Linked DNA regions of Sus scrofa: all the other regions are linked to region 1. The links are chromatin contacts, called in public HiChIP or PLAC-seq maps. All regions are on one chromosome and are shown on one strand. Each heading gives the region's core, a stretch centred on a gene start, on an enhancer-like site or on the middle of the called end of the contact. The rest is flanking DNA. Distances are from core to core; before and after follow the strand shown. Region 1 holds the start of LIMK1 (LIM domain kinase 1). Region 2 holds the start of EIF4H (eukaryotic translation initiation factor 4H). Region 3 holds the start of LAT2 (linker for activation of T-cells family member 2).

Region 1 (4,686 bases), core at 79-2,578:
AACAACAAAAAAAAAAAAAAAAAAAAAAAAAACCTGCGTCCTCATGGATACTAGCCAGATTCTTAACCCCCTGCACCACAACAGGAACTCCCTCTTCGCTAGTCTCACAGTCTTCAATCTCTGCCTTTTTTTTTTTCTTCCTTTTCTAGGGCCACTCGCAGGGCATATGTAGGTTCCCAGGCTAGTGGGTCTACTCAGAGCTGTAGCCACCGGCCTACACCAGAGCCACAGCAATGTGGGATCCGAGCTGCGTCTGCGACCTACACCACAGCTCACGGCAACGCCAGATCCTTAACCCACTGAGCAAGGCCAGGGATCAAACCTGCAATCTCATGGTTCCTAGTCAGATTCGTTAACCACTGCACCACAACAGGAACTCCAATCTCTGGCTTCTTTTCAAGAATCTTTTGTGGCCACAAGTCCATTCTGTAAGGGTTAGTTGTAGATTCTTCAGCTGTTGGCGGGGTGCTCCAGGCTCCCAGTGCTGGACTGAGCACCGTGTGCTTTAGGGACCGCCCAATTCCTCTGGCCACTTCACTCAGCCAAAACCCCATCCAGCTGTGCCCCCTGAACCAGGGGCAGGGCGGCGCCAGCTCCCGGTCTCCAGCACTAGGAGAAGCAAATCCCTGAGCTCAGGTGTCACATCCTCCCCAAGGTCCTGCTCCCTTAGCGCCCCTGCCTAGCTGGTGAGGGCCTGAAACGTGGCCATCTCCTTCCCCCCGTCCCTGCCGGAGCCTGCCTTCACTGGCAGGCCTCAGAGAGGGAGAGGACCTGGCAGGCGCCCCTCCCTGAGGCAACCACTACGGTCCTCAGGGTCCAGAACTTCTCCTCCGGGTCAGGTCTCGGTTCTAGGTTCTATCCAGCAGGCTTGGGGTCAGAGGCGCTCCCCGCGGGGAAACTGAGGCCCCTAATTGGAGTTTCTACATCCCCTAGGTTGTCGCTGAATCAGAGCACGTATCCCACCTAAGCCGCAGCTTTCCGCTTGGCTCGGGGGCGCCGAGCAGAGAATTGCCGTTCAGGAAAGATGAATGAAAGCAGGAGCCGAGCCGAGCGGGGCCGGGCGGGGCGGGGCGCCGCTGAAGGCGCGGGGCGGGGCCGCGCAGGGCAGATCCGCCGCTCGCCCGCGCCCCGCCCCGCCCCCGTGCCGCAGCTCCGAGGCCCCGCCCCGGCCCGCCCCTCCGCTTGGTGCCCAGGCCGCCGCGGCGCGGAGCCGGTGCCGGTGTCCGAGAGGCGGCGGCGGCGCCGCGAGCCCCGAGCCCACTCCGGCCCGGCCCGCGCTCTCCGCCCCCGCCTCCCGGGCCGGCGGCGGCGGCGGCGGCGGTGGCGGCTGCGGGCGAGCGCACCGGGCCCGGGCCGCCCCCAGCCCCAGCCCCGCCGGGCCCCGCCCCCCGCCGAGTGCATGAGGTTGACGCTACTTTGTTGCACCTGGAGGGAAGAACGTATGGGAGAGGAAGGTGCGCGGGGCGCTGGCCGGCGGGACGCCGACCCCGGGGCCTGGCGGGCGGGGGCGCCGCGCGGGGGAAGACGGGGAAGCGGGGGGCACGGGAGGGGGCCGGGCCGGGCCGCCGTGGAGGCCGGGTCTGCCGCCGGGCCGCGCCCCTGTGTCCTCCGGGATGAGCTCGTCCTTCCGAAGCCCGTAGGCCCCTCCCTGATACGCTCCCATCCCGTTTCCCCCTCCTCGCCCGGGTGGGCTGCCCTCCCGCGGGCGGAGGGCCCCTCCTCCCTTTCATCCCTACCTTCTCCCATCCCCCGACCCACGACCACCCCGGAGGAATCCCTAGCACCGCCTGCCCAGCCCTTACCCATTCTCTAGCCCGTTTGGGAAAGAAGAGATGCTGGGGAAGCCGCAGTTCTGGGTCCGAGGCGCAGCCCCGCGCCTGGCCGACTCGTGACCTTGAGCCAGGCGCTACCGGCCAGGCCTCAGTTTACCCTTTTGGACAGTTGGGCCCCGGTCCTCGTTGTTGGGAGCCGGGTGGGCAGAGCAGAGGTGCGCCTGCATGGAACCTTTGGCTGTGTACTGGGGCCCCCAACCCCTCTCTCTGCACCAAACCTAGTGCCTGCCAGTCTTGGCTGGGAGGATGACTCATAATAGCGTCCTCTAGCGTCCCTTGCCCCTACTGGGCCCCAAGCCTTGGCCTTGCAGGACAGTTAGGGTATGAAGCCCCCCCACCCCAGATTCCCTCCATGGGGTCTTCTTTCCCAGCTTTCTGTTGCTGAGCCACCTCATAGGCCTTCCTGTTCCAACAAAGATCCTACTGTGCTGGCCCCTCCAGCCCTGCCCTCTCCTAGGACTCCTGCCAGCCTTCCCCCAGGTCTGTGAAGGCCCACTTGGAGCAGGGGCCCACCTTATGGTAGCCCCTGGGTCTCTAGGTCCTCTTGGAGGGTCTTGGAGCCTGGCTAGTGACCCAGCCAGCCTTACCCTTTCCAGGGTTCAGTCTCCCCATCTGTATAACAGGAAGGGGCAAGCTGGGGGATCTCTAGGGCCCACCCAGCCCCAAGGGTGCCAGGCCCTAAGGATGACTAAGCATGCCTAGAGGCCAGCTTGACCAGGTGCCAGGCCTCCCCGGAGCAGGTGTCTGGGATTGCTCAGCCCTGTGGCCCTGGCCCCTTGTTAGGCCAGGGCATAGCCAGGCCTTCCATAGCTCTGTCCGGTCCCTGCCCTTTGAAGGGTCCACTTCCTGGGCAGGCAGGGGAGGAAAGGGAGCTGTGACAGGAGTGCCACTGCCTTATTTCTAAATCATGCTGCTTTCTCTCTCCCCATTTTCTCTTGCCGGACCCTGCGTTGAAGAATGCCATTGCTGGAGGGCAGACATCTGCTCCTCCTCCTCGGTTTACAGATAGAGAAACTGAGGCGCAGAGGGGCTTGGTGACGTAGCCGTGGTCTCAGCAAGACTCTCAGACCTACGTGCTCAGTCCTGCACAGCTCAGCCTGGCGCTGCGTGTGTGCACCAGGATCTGTGGATGTGCATGTGGGGTCAGGCAGGCTTGCAGCAAACTGCCCTGCCTGAGAATGGTTCCCAACGCCCTTCTCTCCCCTGCAGGAAGCGAGTTGCCCGTGTGTGCGAGCTGCGGCCAGAGGATCTATGATGGCCAGTACCTCCAGGCCCTGAATGCTGACTGGCACGCAGACTGCTTCAGGTAGGGTGGGCTGGCGGGTGCTGGGATGCTCTCAGCAAGGCCTGCCAGAGACATGGCCATCCCTCCTGGTGCCATGTCTGGTTGTGACCTCCAGCGAGTCCTTGGCCTCTGTTTCCCTGTCTGTAAAATGAGGCATTTGGACTGGAAGATCCCTTGAGGCCTTTCCCTTTTGTCATTCTAGACCTCCAAGGAGAGATAAGGAGCGGCTCGCATTTATGCTCCTAATACCACAGCCTGCTGGCACCTTGGCGGGGCGTGGGGGAGGTGGAGGGCAGTGCACCCTGCTTTCTGGGTACTGGTGCTCCAGGGAGAGGAGGGAGACCAACCAGGCCCTGGGGGGAGCCCAGCCTCCTTCACTGACCACAGGCTGGTTGTGAAGATGCATAACCAGTAAGATCAGTCCCTTCCCTCTGGATACTGACTCCCAGTGAAAAGAGTAGGCTCAGAGCTGTGGCCCAGCAGCCCAGGAGGACTGTCCTGAGAAGCAGGGGCAGGGACAGCCTTAGATACTCTGTAGGGCCAGAGCCGGGGTCCAGAGGACGTGCGATTTCCCACATGGAGAGGCATGGTGGGAAATGATTCCAGACCGAGGACCCAGCAGGTTCAAAGGGCAGGCTAGTGACAGGGCCTGGCCCAGTTGGTGAACAGCCACATTTAGGCAGGAAGGCAGCAAAAAAGAGGGAAGAGAGTTCCAGTCGTGGCTCAGTGGTAATGAACCCAATTGGTGGCTCAGTGGTAATGAACCCAATTGGTATCCATGAGTACGCAGGTTCGATCCTTGGCCTCGCTCAGTGGGTTAAGGATCCACTGTTGCCGTGAGCTGTGATATGGGTCGCAGATGTGGCTCGGATCCAGGGTTGCTGTGGCTGTGGCATGGGCCAGTGGCTATGGCTCCCATCTGACCCCTAGCCTGGGACCCTCCATATGGTGGGGGTGGGGCCCTAAAAAGACAAATTAAAAAAAAAAAAAAGAGGGGGGAGGGTAGGCGCTCCTGCTGTGGTGCATTGGGATTGGCAGTGTCTTAGGAGCCCTGGGATGCTGGTTCAATCCCTAACCTGGCACAGTGGGCTAAGGATCCAGCCTAAGCTTCCCCTTAGGTCGAGACTGTGGCTCTGATCTGATCCCTGGCCCCGGAGTTCCGTATGTTGAGAGGCAGCCAAGAGGGGGCAGGGGGAAGGAGGAAACGCAAACCTGGGAGGCCCAGCTGGGGTCAGGGCATCAACCACCAGGTGAAGGAGTTTAATTTAGGCCGTGGGAGACTCTTACGGAATTTTTTTTCTTTTTAAAACATAATGTTTAGGAGTTCCCGTCGTGGCACAGTGGAAACAAATCCAACTAGGAACTATGAGGTTGCAGGTTCGATCCCTGGCCTCGCTCAGTGGGTTAAGGATCTGGCATTGCCATGAACTGTGGTGTAGGCCGCAGACACAGTTCGCATCTGGCGTTGCCATGGCTGTGGCGTAGGCCAGCGGCTACAGCTCCGATTGGACCTGGGAACCTCCATATTCCGTGGGTGCGGCCCCAAAAAGACAAAGACCCCTCCCCCCA
Region 2 (4,366 bases), core at 1,218-3,717, 69 kb after region 1:
CAATGGAATATTACTCAGCCATAAAAAAAGAATGAAGTGCCATTTGCAGCAACATGGACAGACCTAGAGATTATTACACTAAGTGAAGTAAGTCAGAGAAAGACAAATAGCATGTAATATTACTTATATGTGGAATCTAAAAAAAAAAATGATGCAAATAAACATATTTACAAAACAGAAACAGACTCACAGACTTTGAAAACAAACCGTATGATTACCAAAAGGGATGGGTGGGGGGAGGGAAGGATCTGGAGCTTGGAATGGTCTATGCACACTACAGTATATGGAATGGATGGTCAATGGGGAACCTGCTGTATAGCACGGGAAAATCTACTCAGTATTCTGTGATAACCTATACGGGAATGGCTATGTCTCTATGTATAACCAAACCACGTTGCTGTACACCTGAAACTAACACCATTGTACATCACTCTACTGCAATACAATTTTTTTAAAATAGCTGAATACTGGAGTTCCCGTCATGGCGCAGTGGTTAGTGAATCCGACTAGGAACCATGAGGTTGCAGGTTTGATCCCTGCCTTTGCTCAGTGAGTTAAGGATCTGGCATTGCTGTGAGCTGTGGTGTGGGTCGCAGACGAGGCTTGGATCCCATGTTGCTGTGGCTCTGGCGTAGACCGGTGGCTACAGCTCCGATTAGACCCCTAGCCTGGGAACCTCCATATGCTGCAGAAGCAGCTCAAGAAAAGGCAAAAAGACAAAAAGAAAAAAAAAAAAAAAAAGGCTGAATACTGAAAACTGTTATCACAATGATTATTATTCTTTTCTAGCCAAAGAAGTGACAGATTAAACAATTGGCTTGAGTCACACAGCTAACAGTTAAGTGGTTTGGCCACAATTTAAATACAGGGAGTTTGAAAGGCACCCACGAGCTTCACCACTACACAAAGGCATTTTAGAGAAAGTAGCATCTGGGAGTTCCCGTAATGGCTCAGTGGTTAATAAATCCTACTAGGAACCATGAGGTTGCAGGTTCGATCCCTGGCTCTGCTCAGTGGGTTAAGGATCCAGCGTTGCCGTAAGCTGTGTTGTAGGTTGCAGACACAGCTCAGATCTGGCATTGCTGTGGCTCTGGCGTAGGCTGGTGGCTATGGCTCCAATTAGACCCCTAGCCTGGGAACCTCCATATACTGTGGGTGCGGCCCTAAAAAGCAAAAAAAAAAAAAAAAAAAAAAAAAATCATTGGTTCTTCTCTGAGCCGTAGGCCTTCAGATCAAAGGAGTGTGACCTTGGGCAAGCCTCTTCCTCTGAGTGGTGGTACACAGCCAAAAGAGATTTGTAAACTCTATGTAAAACACCAATGTAGGTGCTGATAATGAAATTACTGTGGACCAGGAATTTTACCATTTTTTCATCTAATCTTTACAATCTGAGGAGGTGGGTAACAGCCTCCCCTTACGACAGCATGATAAAGTTTAGAAACTAAAGAGATTAAATAACTTGCTTGAGGCCACACAGTAAGAGGCACAGCCCAGGTTACTCTGGGTCCACTGTAGAGTTAAGTGGTTTTATTACTTGGAAAGAAAGAGAAACAAAAGCAAAAAAGGCGTTAACAGCTGCCCTGTGGATGCCAGCACTGGGATACAGTAGCAGAAAATGGTTAAATATATACAACAGTACAAAGCAGGTACTGCAAAAATCCTGATTCTTTTAAATTCTTCCTAGACATTACCAAGGTAATGACTTCTCATTGCATATCCATTCTTTGCTATTGCTTGAGGCAATTCTTTTTCAAAAGAAAGAGGCTCCAACTCTTGCTGCTACAATAACCTATACTCCAGTCCCAATACCCACTCCCTGCCAACATCCAGGCCGCATTCAGAAAAGCATCCCTATCGACTTGCATGCTCGGATCCTGACCTCGATCTCACCCTTCCCAGATCTCACCCTTCCCAGGCCCTTCGCCTCTGTGCATTCTCAACGAGTGCTTAGCTCTGTGGGGTCTCCGTCCTGGGGGAGGTGACCCTTATGCTGGTGTTAAGAGAGCGACCGCTTGGCCGGGAGGGTGTCGGAGTGGAGCCAAGCGGAGGAGGCCTCTGTGGTCCCTCCCAGGTCTGGAGTTCGAAAAGCTAAGTGACAGAAGCACCGCGGGCCCGGCGCAGATTCCAAGGCCAGCCCGGAAAGCCTTCACAGCGCGCAGAGGAAGCGACCAGAGGTTCGCGAGGGAACGCAAGGCTCATGTCCACGCGCGGGGCGGGGCGGGGCGGGGGCAGGAGGCAGCTGCGGGTTGAAGCCCCTGGGCTAGCACACAATGGGCAGCGGCGCGAGGGCAGGCGCTCGGCCGAGGTGCTGCCGCCCCACGTGGGCCGCAAAGCGCGCCGGGCCAGAAGAGGCCCGTCCGCCCAGGCCGGGCGCGGCGCGGCTTATGTGCGCGCACGCGCGCGTGCGTGCGTGCGATTTGCGATCAGGCGGCGCGGAGGACAGCCCCGGCGGCGGGGCGGGGGGAGTTATATTGCGGGGTCCTTCCTCGCTCACCCTGGTTCCTCTCGGAGCGGAGACGGCAAATGGCGGACTTCGATACCTACGACGATCGGGCCTACAGCAGCTTTGGCGGCGGCAGAGGGTGAGGCGGGCGTGCGCTGGCCCAGGCCGGGCGCGGGAGGCAGGCGGGGTCGGGGGCCCCTGGGCGGCGGCCTTCCGGCGCTCACCCGGGGCGGCAAGCAGTAGGAGCCGGGCTGGACCGGCGGAGGCCTGGTGGAGAGGCGCCTGGAGGGCCGGAGCCTGGAAATGGCGCGCTCGGGGAGGGGAGGGCGGCGGTTAGGCTCCCAAGGTTTTGCTCGCGGGGCAGATCATTCCCTGTGCCCCCCGCTACCTGTGACGCGTCGTCTTCCCTGTGCCTCGACCTCAGGGCCGGGCCGCAGCCGCGCCGAGTGCCTATGAGGACAAGCTCCCGTTTCCAGCCCCATCCCCCAGTACGGCTGTGCTGCGACGCAGGGGTGGGGGCCGCGGCCTTCCCTGCTCCGGTCCTGGCCTCGGCTTCCTGTTGTCCTGTTTGTCCGCCTGCACTGCAGGCTTCCTGGTTCCTTTCGCCATGAGGCCAGCGGGCTGGGTAAGGTCGGAAGGCCGAGAGAGGGGCGATTCCCTTCCCTTTACGTGTGAGGCTGGGATTTGGCGGCTGGAGCCCAGGAATAGGCCAATTCAGCCCTGAATGGGGGGAGACCAACCAAAACAAGTACATCACCGCATTGTATCTATCCTGTCTTGGGTCAGAGTGCCTCGTTGACAAGTGCTTCTTGCTTCTTGGCAGAAAGTGTTATTCTGCCCGGTTTTTCCATCTGATCTGGAGAAGGAACCGCATTTAGCCTTCGTTCTGATTCTGGTGCTACACAGACTATATGTAACTGAGGCACCTTGTTGGAAAGAAAAATCCCTGACTGGCGAATAAGCTTGCTTATACGGTGCTTAATTCCAGGAACTCGCCCTGGATAATTTTTTTTTTTTAGACGCGAGTTAACCTCATACAGAATTTAGAAGGTAGCTATGAATATTTTGCTATTTGTCAGCGGCACACTTGGCCTTTGTGTGGTACACAGAAAGGATTACTTTCCCAGATAACACCACAATAGTACTTACTGAGGTGTCCGGTCTCCTGGGTTTCAATCCCTATAGTATCTTTGTTTGGTGAAGAATGATCTTTTAATACCTTGGTTTGGGAATGGCTCAAATAAAAAAGCTTGTTTGGGTGTAGGAGCGTACCCAGTAACATTCAGGGCACTAGAACATAGAAGTTAAGGGAGGTGGAGCCGCCAGTTATTTCAAAGAATACTTTATTTGCTAATAAAAAAGAAATAGATGTTGGACGACAGGTAGAATTACTGCCTTTGGGGTAGGTTTCTAGACATCAAATGTGTACTTCAGTCATCTTGAAATTTAATAACTAGGGTTTTGTTTTGTTTTGTTTTTTGTTTTTTTTCTTTCACTGGTTTCAAAAAACATTTGAAACTATCTAGGAAAACCCTAGGTAATTTGAAAACAAATTAAGACAGATCCAAGGAATTTTAGTTGGTTTGGGACTACATTGTTAGTCGCGTTATACAGAGCCTGGGGTTTTGTTTTTTAATTTTGCCTTTACCAGCTGTTCTGCTGGCTTGAGGTGCTCAAGTGGACTTTCAGTAAATGTCAGTTTGACAGTTGGAGTGCCTTGAACAGCAGAACATAATCAAAAGTAAATTTCTGGAGTTCGCATTGTAGCGCAGCAGAAATGAATCCGGCTAGGAACCATGAGGTTGCAGGTTCAATCCCTCGCTCAGTGGGTTAAGGATCTGGCTGTGTGTGAGCTGTGGTGTAGGTCACAGTGAGGCTCAGGTTCAGCATTGCTGTGGTGTAGGCCGGCAGCCGTAGCTCCGA
Region 3 (4,348 bases), core at 1,440-3,939, 100 kb after region 1:
GTAGCTTTCAGGGATCTGTGACCCCAGAAGAGTCTGAGCCTTGGCACTGAGTTCTTGGAACGGCTCCTTTTCTACCTCGATACCTTGCTTCTCTGACGAGTGTGTGCACAAACCGACACTCCACTGTGAGCCCCAAAGCCAAATAGCCCTGTTGGGAGTGATGGAAACTGGAAATAGACAGTGGTGATGGTTGCACAATATTGTGAATAATTCGTGTCGCTGAGTTGCATATTATAAAATGCTGAGGGCGCAGCCAAAAGAAATGGTTAAAGTGGTGAATTTCCTGTTGATATTTATTTTGTCACAATATTTTAACGGCATAATATACCAGGAACCATTGAATTGGAAAAAAAAAAAAATGGTGTTCCCATCGTGGCTCAGTGGTAACAAACCTGCCTAGTTTCCGTAAGGACGCAGATTCAGTCGCTGGCCTCGCTCTGGTTTAAGGGTCTGGGGTTGCTGTGGCTGTGGTACAGACTGGCAGCTTCAGCTCCAATTTGACCCCTGGCCTGGGAACCACCATATGCCACAGGCAAGGCCCTAAAAAGACAAAAAAAAAAAAAAAAAAAAAAAATTCACTGGCATTTACACAGCTGGACATGAAATGTCTAGTTTTTTAAAGCTTATTTTCTAACTCACGGCTGAATGGCCTATAAGTAGAATAGAACTGGGAGAGATTTGAGAATTGCCCTGCAAGGGAGCAGGGTCATCCTTCCACTCAGGTCCAAAAGGTTGACGGGCCTGTTTCTGTGGATAGAAGACGAGCTCCAGGAGGGTCCAGGAGGTTTCCTCAGTGCTGCTGTGGATGCACCTGAGTCTTTGCCCGTGGTTGGTGGTCACTTCAACACCTGCCGTCGCTAAGAAAGGCCCATGACAGAAGCTGGCATGTGGATGAGAGCTCCGTTCCCACCAGACCCTGGAGTTTCTGTGTCTCCACGGGCAGGAAACCCCAGGCAGGCGCGTAGCTGAGAAGCGGCTGGAGACCCACTCTGGCTCGTCCTCGTGGGTGAGGAGGGTCCAGGCAGGTGGTCCCAGCCAGGACCTGAACTCATGGGTGGTGAAGAGACAACAGGCTTTGGACTCTGTGTTCACAACCAGCTTACCTCTAGGATTCTTAGTCTATGCCCTTGCCAAGGTGTCCCTGGAAAGTGTTGCCGTGGGCCTTACACGTTGCACTGCCCCATGTGGAACGAGGGAGGCAGCGTGCGTCACAGGTGCAGCTCTGCAATTCAGATAAGGTTGGCTTTAGTCCTTGTGTCACAGTTTGCCGTGGAGACAACTTCTGGCACTCTGCCCAGGGATCTCGGGTCCCTGCGCTACCCTTCTCTCCCACAGGGTGGCAGCAGAGGGCGCCCAGCCCCTGTGTTTCTGTTTCGGTTCTGGCAGGGCCTCCTGGGGGCACTTCCACTGCGGCTGGACTGCCTGGCCTGGTCTGGGACGTCCGGGCCACCCCAGGCTGGGGCTGAAAGCCCCGCCCCAGCCAAGACGGGCCCCAGAGCTCGGGAGCCCAGGCTCTGAGATGCCAGGCAGGTGGGGGTTGGGAGACCCTCATGGGGTGGCGTGCCACTAAGAGTTCAGTGGCCTTGGACAAGGTGTTTAGTGACACATAACAGGAGGCCCTGGAGAATGTGTGCTGCGTGTGGGGCACCCACCTCTCAGCACCGTTCTCACCTCTGAAGGAAGTGCCCAGGGGCTGGGCAGCAGGTGGAGAGCCTGGGGGCTGGGTCCTAACTGCCCTGCTTTCCCCCCACCCCGGCCCGGGCCTGCCGCCTGCCTGGGGCCAGCTCCACGCCTCCACGAGCCTCATCTGGAAAATGGGGGTGAGAAGGCTCCTGGGACTGAAGGAGGAGCCGGGATTGTCCTTCCTTCTATCCTCCAGCGTTGTCTCTTCACCTCAGTGGCCTCTCCATCCATCTCTCTTTGTCTCTGGCTGTTTTTTCTCTAGAGGGCCGCACCCACGGCATGTGGAAGTTCCCAGGCCAGGGGCCAGCTGGAGCTGCAGCTGCCGGCCTGCACCACAGCCACAGCAACGCCGGATCTGAGCCACATCTGCAGCCTACACCACAGCTTGTGGTAACGCTGGAACATTAACCCCCTGAGAGGGGCCAGGGTTTGAACCTGCATCCTCTTGGATACTAGTTGGGTTCTTAACCCCTTGAGCCACAATGGGAACTCCTCTGGCTCTTTGTTATTATTATTATTGTTTTTGTTTTTTGTTTTTTACCTTTTCTAGGGCCTCACCGGTGGCATATGGAGGTTTCCAGACTAGAGGTCCAACTGGAGCTGGAGCCGCCAGCCGACACCACAGCCACAGCAACGCGGGATCCTTAACCCACTGAGCGAGGCCAGGGATTGAACCCGCAACCCCGCGGTTCCTAGTCAGATTCGTTAACCACTGAGCCACGACGGGAACTCCTGGCTCTTTGTCATGTCTGGCCTGGCTTGCATCTCTCTGCGCCCATCCACCCATGTCCCATGGGTATGGGTGTGGACGTGTATTTCTGTGTTTCTGTGTTTTCAGCGTGTCTCTCTCCGTGTCTTCCCACTCTTTGTCCCTGCCTGTGCGTGATATGCAAGCAGCCCTATTTCATGCTCTTTCTCCCTGTCCCCCTCTGTCTCTTCCCCTCTGTGAGGCCTGTGTGTGTTGTGGTTGTGTGTGTGTATTTAGTGTGTGTTGTGTGTGTGTCCGTGCACGTCTCTCTCTCTGCCTGACTGCCTCCGTCTTGTTCTCTGTCTCTCTCTGTCTCCGCCTCCGTCTTGGTCTCTGTCTCTGTCTCTCTCTGTCTCTGCCTCTGTGAGAGCCGAGCCTGTCCGGCAGAGCAGCGGATGTGTGAGGGATGATTCAGTGGCTGACAGGAAGCCCGCCGCCTTGCCTGCTGCCCGCCAGTGTCTGTGGCGTTGGCATCGGCTCGGGCAGGTGTGTGGGCTCAGGATGAGGTGGCCGCAGTGAGGAGCGCCTGCTCTCAGGTAAGCCTTTCCCAGGGGTGCCTGGAGCCTGGCCCCAAGGCAGGGGTCCTGAGCTGTCCCCAGACACCCCACAGGGGATGGGAGTGGCCTCGCTGGCCGAGCAGGAGCACTTGGCTGCCGGCTGGGGGTGGGGGTGGGGGCTGGGAAGAAGCCAGGCCGCCCGGCACCCCCTGCCTTGGCCCCGGCACTGTCCTGGCACCCCTGGCTAGGGGGCCCTCACCCCAGACCCTGCAGCACTAGAGGTGCAGCTATTTCTGGGGCTCCGGCTACTCTCCTGCCCCCATTTTCCCCAGCCCAGCCCGCACAGCCCTGGGGAGCCCCAGGGCAGCCGCTCCCCGGGGCAGGCCTGTGAGCCTGAGTTTCTTCATCTGTATAATGGGACTGGAGCTGCCCTGCCACAGGGCTATGGGAGGTCGGGTGAGACGCTACAGACGGGCAGGCCCAGGTCCTGCCCTGGGCCAGGGAGAAGCGGCTGTCCCGGCCGTCCCGAGCCCCAGCCAGCTCGCTCCTGTGCGGCTGGAGGAACTACAGGCCCTGGGCTGCTCGTGGTGGCCGCTCTGTTCACCATCCCCCACCCCTGCCCCAGAACAAGGGCTGCCGTCCGGGCCCCTGCACCTGCCGCTGGAGCGTAAAGAGCCTCCATTGGAGTCCTCCTGGCCTCATCGGAAGGCCAAGGTCATTTGGGAAAATGGAGCAGAGCCCCGCGGATAAAGCCTTCTCAGGGCTTGGGCCGGACCTCTGGCTCCCCGCTTAGCCCCCAGAGCCTGCCCTTCGGCCCTAGGGGTCCCAGGTTCCCCTTCTCCAGCATGAGGAGGGCTGGGAGGCCGGGCAGGAGGGCCACCAAGGCGCCTTGGGGACGGGAGGTGGGTGCTGAGGCTCGCTCAGCCCAGCCCCGAGAGCTTTTCCGCCATCGGCTTGTTGCAAACCTTGTTCATATGAAAACTGCCCACTTCCCTTTCTGCTATTTTGGCCCCGCAGGCCACGGGCTGAGGGCCTCCCCTCCCCACCCCACCCAGCCCTGCCGGCCCCTAGGGGCCCTCCTGCGGCTGCGAGGCCTGGCTCTGCTGGGGCCCAGCCCCTCCGCCTCCCTGTCCCCCGCCCACCTGCTCTCAGACCTGGATGGGAAAGGAGGAAAGCGAACAGATTGATTCCGTCTGGGGGGCAGCCACAGAGGTTTTCCTCAAACGAGTGTCTTTTAAAAAATATTGTGTACATCTTTAAAACGTCCTGTAAGGAAGGATTCACGTAGCAGAGTGTAGGCCCGGGCGTCAGCCCACCCTGGGAGCGGATGCCGGCTCTGACCGCTCAGCTGTGTGACCTCAGAAGGAGTACTCACCTCTCTGGGCTTCCCTCTCCTCCCTCGGAAGGCAGGAGCTGGCGT

What was found. HiChIP or PLAC-seq counts read pairs in DNA pulled down with a chosen protein or histone mark.
Region 2: a contact with region 1 is called in an H3K27ac HiChIP or PLAC-seq map of alveolar macrophages. The contact joins the promoter of EIF4H here to the promoter of LIMK1 in region 1. A contact is called at or near these places in 2 of 5 promoter capture datasets (fetal skeletal muscle and liver), 12 of 47 Hi-C or Micro-C datasets (alveolar macrophages, brain, embryonic fibroblasts and 8 more) and 2 of 2 datasets of contacts at active chromatin or transcription factors (alveolar macrophages and skeletal muscle).
Region 3: a contact with region 1 is called in an H3K27ac HiChIP or PLAC-seq map of alveolar macrophages. The contact joins the promoter of LAT2 here to the promoter of LIMK1 in region 1. A contact is called at or near these places in 2 of 5 promoter capture datasets (fetal liver and liver), 28 of 47 Hi-C or Micro-C datasets (alveolar macrophages, blood, brain and 16 more) and 2 of 2 datasets of contacts at active chromatin or transcription factors (alveolar macrophages and skeletal muscle).

The regions. Positions count from the first base shown.
Region 1 is chr3:11,251,492-11,256,177 of Sscrofa11.1, forward strand. LIMK1 (LIM domain kinase 1) reads left to right here and starts at 1,329. Exons shown (of 16, transcript XM_021086335.1): 1 at 1,329-1,454; 2 at 3,042-3,138. The coding sequence starts at 1,400.
Region 2 is chr3:11,319,019-11,323,384 of Sscrofa11.1, forward strand. EIF4H (eukaryotic translation initiation factor 4H) reads left to right here and starts at 2,468. Exons shown (of 6, transcript NM_001243448.1): 1 at 2,468-2,582. The coding sequence starts at 2,524.
Region 3 is chr3:11,351,184-11,355,531 of Sscrofa11.1, forward strand. It overlaps LAT2 (linker for activation of T-cells family member 2), which reads left to right and starts at 2,690. Exons shown (of 13, transcript NM_001243411.1): 1 at 2,690-2,967.